2 separate regions of the Danio rerio genome follow, and region 1 is linked to region 2. Evidence: chromatin contacts called from public Hi-C data. All regions are on one chromosome and are shown on one strand. The core of a region is the stretch at or near the end of the contact, and the rest is flanking DNA. Distances in the headings are between cores, read along the strand shown. Region 1 holds the start of rnf217 (ring finger protein 217). Region 2 holds the start of pex7 (peroxisomal biogenesis factor 7).

Evidence for each region. A called contact is a pair of places that touch in the nucleus more often than the background predicts.
Region 1: a Hi-C map of hematopoietic stem cells shows a contact between it and region 2, with 1.7 times the contacts expected there. The contact joins the promoter of rnf217 here to the promoter of pex7 in region 2. A contact is called at or near these places in 2 of 18 Hi-C or Micro-C datasets (hematopoietic stem cells and an unstated tissue).

What each region holds. Positions count from the first base shown.
Region 1 is chr20:43,071,473-43,074,701 of GRCz12tu, forward strand. rnf217 (ring finger protein 217) reads right to left here and starts at 1,945. Exons shown (of 6, transcript NM_001082853.1): 1 at 989-1,945. The coding sequence starts at 1,870.
Region 2 is chr20:42,864,096-42,867,164 of GRCz12tu, forward strand. It overlaps pex7 (peroxisomal biogenesis factor 7), which reads right to left and starts at 1,693. Exons shown (of 10, transcript NM_001013532.2): 1 at 1,354-1,693; 2 at 318-375. The coding sequence starts at 1,459. It also overlaps a transcript of esco2 not described here.

The sequences.
Region 1 (3,229 bases), core at 695-3,194, 210 kb after region 2:
ATACTGTATAACCTACATCTTTAATTACCTTTAAAAGTCACATCAAAAAAATATTTTAGCATAATGTTATCTGAAAGCTTCCTGACCTCAAAGCTGTACATGCAGCAAGTATTTATTTTTAATACTTTTATTTTTATTTTTTACAGCTTATTAATTAAACTAAAAAGTAACTCAAGTTACATTTTCAAAAAAAGTAACTCAAGTTACATTTTCAAAAAAGTAACTCAAATATTGTTACTTAATTTTGAAAAGTAATGGGTTACTGTAATTGTTACTTAGAAAAGTAATATAATTACGTAACTCACATTTCTTGTAATGTGCTACCCCCAATATTGTGTACAGCATACGTAATGACAACTATAAATGCATTAAATAATCTTAGCTGATGTTATTTTCATAGTTAATACCTAATAACACTTTAAAACAAAACTTGTAATCATTTTTTAATTAAGTTAATAACTAAAAACAATTCAGTTGTATTTTTTTATTGAACATATAACTATAATATTGTTATTTCTCATTGACTAACATTATTTGATTTTATTGTAAAAAGTTGTTACCTATAGACCCTTTTCACATTTTCGAATTTCTCAGCTGCATAAATAGAAACTCCTCGCATAAGCGGTAATTCATTTTTTGTCATTTGACACAAAGATGATAATGCATTCATAAATGCATATAAAGGTTCATACGGTTTTAAAAATATATATAAATATGAAAAACTTTAAAGGATTTAGGAGTATGATGACCGATAAACACAACATAACAAAAGACAAAACACGTCTTGTAAAAAAGGTCCAATGTACTTTATCATCATTTTGCTATTTAATTTCTTTAAAACAGTTATTTACTCTTAACATTACATAGGCCCACAGTATTTTTTGTTACTGTTAAATGTTAAGTTGCATTAATATCGCGATAAAAGGAACAACCAAATTTGATACTATTGCAGACACAAAGGTACAACACTGAAAACAAATATGGATACCTGTGAGATGATGTATCTTTTCAGACATTCTTCACAAACAGCCTTTTTGCAACAGTGTAGCGGCATGATTTGTTTATCGTCAAGACAAATGCGACATGTCAACACCACAGACAAACTGTTGTCAGCATTATATGAGCTGTGTATTCCAGACACCATCAGGTCAGAGACGGTATAGGGCACTGGGTAGGGATCATGATTGTCCAATTCTAAGTTTGGTAAGTCGGTGGATGGTAAAACCAGTACATCTGGGGAAGAAGAAGATGAAGAAGATGATGATGATGATGATGATGAAGTCTCGTGATTGGATGTTGTTTTCTGAACAGGTATCCTATAATTATCATTGGCTATACAGTATACAGTGCAGTAAACATGCTCTTTTGATTGGCTGGGATCTTCGCCACTCTTCAAATCAATGTTATAATCAATATGATGATTCCCATCAGGATTTCCCAATTCTGGATTGCTCTCAATATCTTGTTGTAGATTTATTGTGCTACATTGCAACCTTTCATCATCATTTTCATGGTCCAAGTCGTTTAGATTGATGTCATTTCCTACTTTCTCTAGATTTTTGGGATCTTCTGTATCTCTGATAGTGGAACCAAAATTCCTTCTTAAAATATCCACAGCTCTTATGTTTTCCCTCTCGATATGTTCTCTGTGGCCGCCTCCTGGTCCATGTTTGTGTTTATGAAATTCCAAAACATCCTTCGAGGATAATGATGACGATGACGGCACCTTCGCCTCACCGCTGCGGACATCCTGGCCGAAATCAGTGCTCCGTGTCCCGCTGGATACATAGACAGATTCCCCGTCGCGTCCGGAATAACCGGGCATATTTCGCGTGGTGTCATTCACTCGCACGGAAGACTCATCTTCCATTCCTGAGCGGTCAACTTTCCATTTGAGCGAAAAACACACACAGTCCGGTTTCAAACTCACAAACTAAAAACACCGAGTAACAACTAATACACCACTTCCGGGTGCTAAATAGCGAATCCTACTACGGCGAAGCCTCGGGTTATGAATATTAACTATCTTACGTTGACGTTACTTGGTAACGATCCAATGACACACGTCTATCTCATGAATATTAACTATGCGGCTTTGACGTTGTGTCTTTTGCTTCCAATGAAACATTTCCTAATATTAATGAAAATCCGTCGTCAGCATAGTAGGATTCGTGAGCTCACCGTCGAATGTTATGCTTCTTTCGTTTATGCTCGACTAGGTGAGAACTATTACTGTTAATAACCTATTAAATGCGCATATAAATTATAGCACAAATAGCTAGTTATAAGGTGTTTGGTTAGATCTACAATATGCAATAAATACATACGTAAAGATAAAAAACTGACGTTTTACATTTTAAACAACTGCATGTGACTGAAGTCATACTCTTTATATTAAAATGTACGAGTGATTAATACTGTAAGCTTGTACCGTTTGAAATATGTTCTAGTCTCAAAACAACAATCAAAGCATACATCAGAATGAGTCCTGTATATATAACATTGCTACCTGGGGAAAACCACAGAAAACAGACGCTTAAATGTCATACAATAATAGTTTACATGTCAATAAATAGATACAGATAATACAGATGGATGGATGGATAGTACCAAAATACCACTTAACTGTATATTTTTATGTAACTATCCTTCAAAGCTTATATCTAGAATAAAACTTAGCATTATCACATTATTTTCTATTTCATTTTTTCATTGTATTTGTTAGGTTAAATAATGACATTATTTTTCTGTGCAGAAGTTATTAAAACATTTAAACAGATAATTTACTTGCTTACTTGCTTTCTTTTATATAATAACTCATCTCATAACTGATCTATTTTTATCTTTGCCATGATGACAGTAAATAATATTTGACTAAATATTTTTTCAGACACTTCTATACAGCTTAAAGTGACATTTAAAAGTTTAACTAGGTTAACTAGTCAGGTTAGGAAAATAATGCAAGTTATTGTATAATGATGGTAGACTATCGAAAAAAATATATAGCTAAAAGGGGCTGATAATCTTGACCTTAAAATGTTTTTTAAAAAATTAAGAACTGCTTTTATTCTAGCTGAAATTTAAAGACATAACTGTGTTAATACGGTTAACTAGACAAGTAACAAATAAGACTTTCTCCAGAAGAAAAAATCAGAAAATATCCGAAATACTGTGAAAATGGCGACGTGGTGGCGCAGTGGTATAGCACGTTTGCCTCACAGCAAGAAGG
Region 2 (3,069 bases), core at 443-2,942:
ATTTTCGGCGGACAAATAGGTGAAATAGGTTTGGATAAAAGCAAAGTGTAACAACACTATTATCATTAAAAATAAACTTTTAATTAATATAGGTCATCAAATACTTGTTGTTTAAATTTGCTACACAAGACTTTTCTTGTAGTAGATTAACTAATGTTCACCGAATTAGTGCTAAAACATGCTGAATGTTTTCTAGTAATTGTTTTTTGCTTAGAAATAAAAATAAATCAAAATCATAATTTTTTTTATGTATACAATTGTATTACATATTGTTGTCATACTTATAATTGCTTTTTCATCTTTTATTATTAAATTACCTCTTCACAAGTGAAACATCTGTCTCCCGTTGCTCCAGCACAAAAAGTGTCCCACATCCTAAAAGCCAAGAAACAGGTTTATGTCAAAATCACAGTTTTGTATTAATCATCATACACTACCTGACAAAAGCCTTGTCGTCGATCCCAGTTGTAAGAGCAACAAATATTAACTTGACTTCTAGTTGATCATTTGGAAAAGTGGCAGAAGGATTTTCCCGATAAATCATTTGCTGAACTGCATCCCAATCATCACTAATACTGCAGAAGACCTATTGGAACCCGCATGGACCGAAGATTCTTACATAAATCTGTAAAGTTTGTTGATGGAAAAATCATGGTTTGGGGTTACATTCACTATGGGTGTGTGCGAGAGATCTGCAGAGTGGATGAACACATCAACAGCCTGAGATATCAAGGATATTGTGCTACCCATTACATTACAAACCACAGGTGAGGGCAAATTCTTCAGCAGGATAGCGCTCCTTCTCATACTTCAGCCTCCACATCAAAGCTTCTGAAAGGAAAGAAGGTCAAGGTGCTCCAGGATTGGCCAGCCCAGTCACCAGACATGAACCTTATTGAGCATGTCTAGGGGTGAGATGAAGGAGGAGGCATTAAAGATTAATCCAAAGAGTCTTAATGAACTCTGAAAGTCCTGCAAGAATGCTTTCTTTGCCATTCCACATGACTTTATTAATAAGTTATTTGAGTCATTGCAGAGATGTATGGATGCAGTCGTCCAAGCTCATTGGAGTCATACACAATATTAAATCTTTTTCCACTGCACCATGACTTTTTATTCCACAATATTTCTGTTCAGTGACAAGCAAAGTCAGACCGTACTGTCCTTATAAATAATAAAAAATCAAGGCATGATCATAGTTTATCTTAGTAAAATAAGCGTAATCTAGAGCCATTTTCATTTAAGCCACTACTGATACCAAATGATCAACTAGAAGTCAAGTTATTTATTGTTCCTAAAACTTGGATAGGCGACACGACTTTTGTCAGGTAGTGTACATGCCACTAACGTTACCTGCTATTCCATAATACTGAGAGGAAGCACATGCCATCGTAGAAGGCAAAAAAGGTGAAATCTCCACCGCATATCCATGACGTCCCGGAGACTTAAACGACTTCATACCGTTTCTCTAATAACTCAACGAGTGCAGAAATAGTCTAAAGTCCACGAACAACCCATTTACAATAAATAACGTTTTTTGTTTGTGGAAAACCACCAATATACGTACTGTCACCTAGGAAAACGTTTAAAACGATTAAACCTATAATTGTACTGTACAAATGAAACAATTGCCCTGCTTAACTTCCATATTAGCGCAAAACATGTGTATGACAAGTGTTTACTTCCGTGTTTTGGTGAGCTGACGAACGCAATGCTGTGGTTGGTCACATGTGGATGACGTCCTTGACGCTGATTTGCAGAAGCAGTTTTGATCTATTGTAGATATACGTGCATGTTTATGCGTTTTTCCTTTAATTCTGAATTGTTTGTAATTAATAGAAATGAGTGCATCAGACGTTTTCAATCTGGCGATTATAAGTCTTAAAATAAACACGTGAGTAAATGAAGAACATGAATGAAGCTTTATTTGAATGACACCAGAGGGCAGCATTTCTCCGGTAAAGACTTGCCACATTAGAAAAAATACTACAGTAATTTATAGTAAATACCATTGGTAAATACTACAGTGTTTTTGAACCATAGCCTACTATAGTAAAGTGTATTGTGCTGTATATAATAGTCTGTAGAATTGACAACTATTTTTGCAGATAACTATTGCAGCACAGACTACACTGTGTAGTATTAACTATAGTTAACTGATAAATTGTAATAAACACTTTTGTTTTTACTACAGTAAACTGTGATGTATTGTTGTATGATATTGGAGAAAACTACACTGTTGGATCATTTGTTTATATTACTAAAGTTGTTGTGTTATTGTACTAACTGTACAATTACCACAAGCACTTTACTATGGTATGGTTCAAAAACACTATAGTATTTACTCTACTATTTTTCACATGGGTTGTTTCCTTTTGAGACTTTTTAGTCTAAATATCTTACAATTGAAACATTTAGATTAATATTGTCATGATGCAGGACTAAGGTCACAAAATGGGGGAAATTCCCCCTTAAATCATTCATCCGGCTTATTCCCTTTATTAATCTGAAGTTGCCACAGCGGAATGAACCACCCACTTATCCCGCATATGTTTTGTACAGCAGATGCCCTTCCAACTGCAACCCAGCACTGGGAAACATCCATACACACTCATTCTCATACGGACAATTTAGTTTATTTAATTCACCCATAGCGTATGTCTTTGGACTGTGGGGGAAACCAGAACACTTGGAGGAAACCCACGCCAACATGGGGAGAACATGCAAACTCCACATTGAAATGCCACCTTCCCAAAAATTCTCCTACAGATTATATACAGGTTATTTTTATGGTCCGCAGTGTTTGTACAGTAAATTAAGATCAAACATTATACAAAATTAAGAGGCCACATTCCCTGGATTTAAGATATATAGTTGTGTTTGAGTAAAACATCATTTTGGTTTTATTCTGTTTACTGATAATGTTTATTCAAAATGTTTAGACTTTTTAAATGATCAAAAAAGGTGCCATGCTTTCAGATGTTTAATTTTTAGACAACACAACACCAATGTTTCAACCTCCTAAGAGTAAAGAAGTCAACATTTGGTGGAATTACCATGATTATGAAT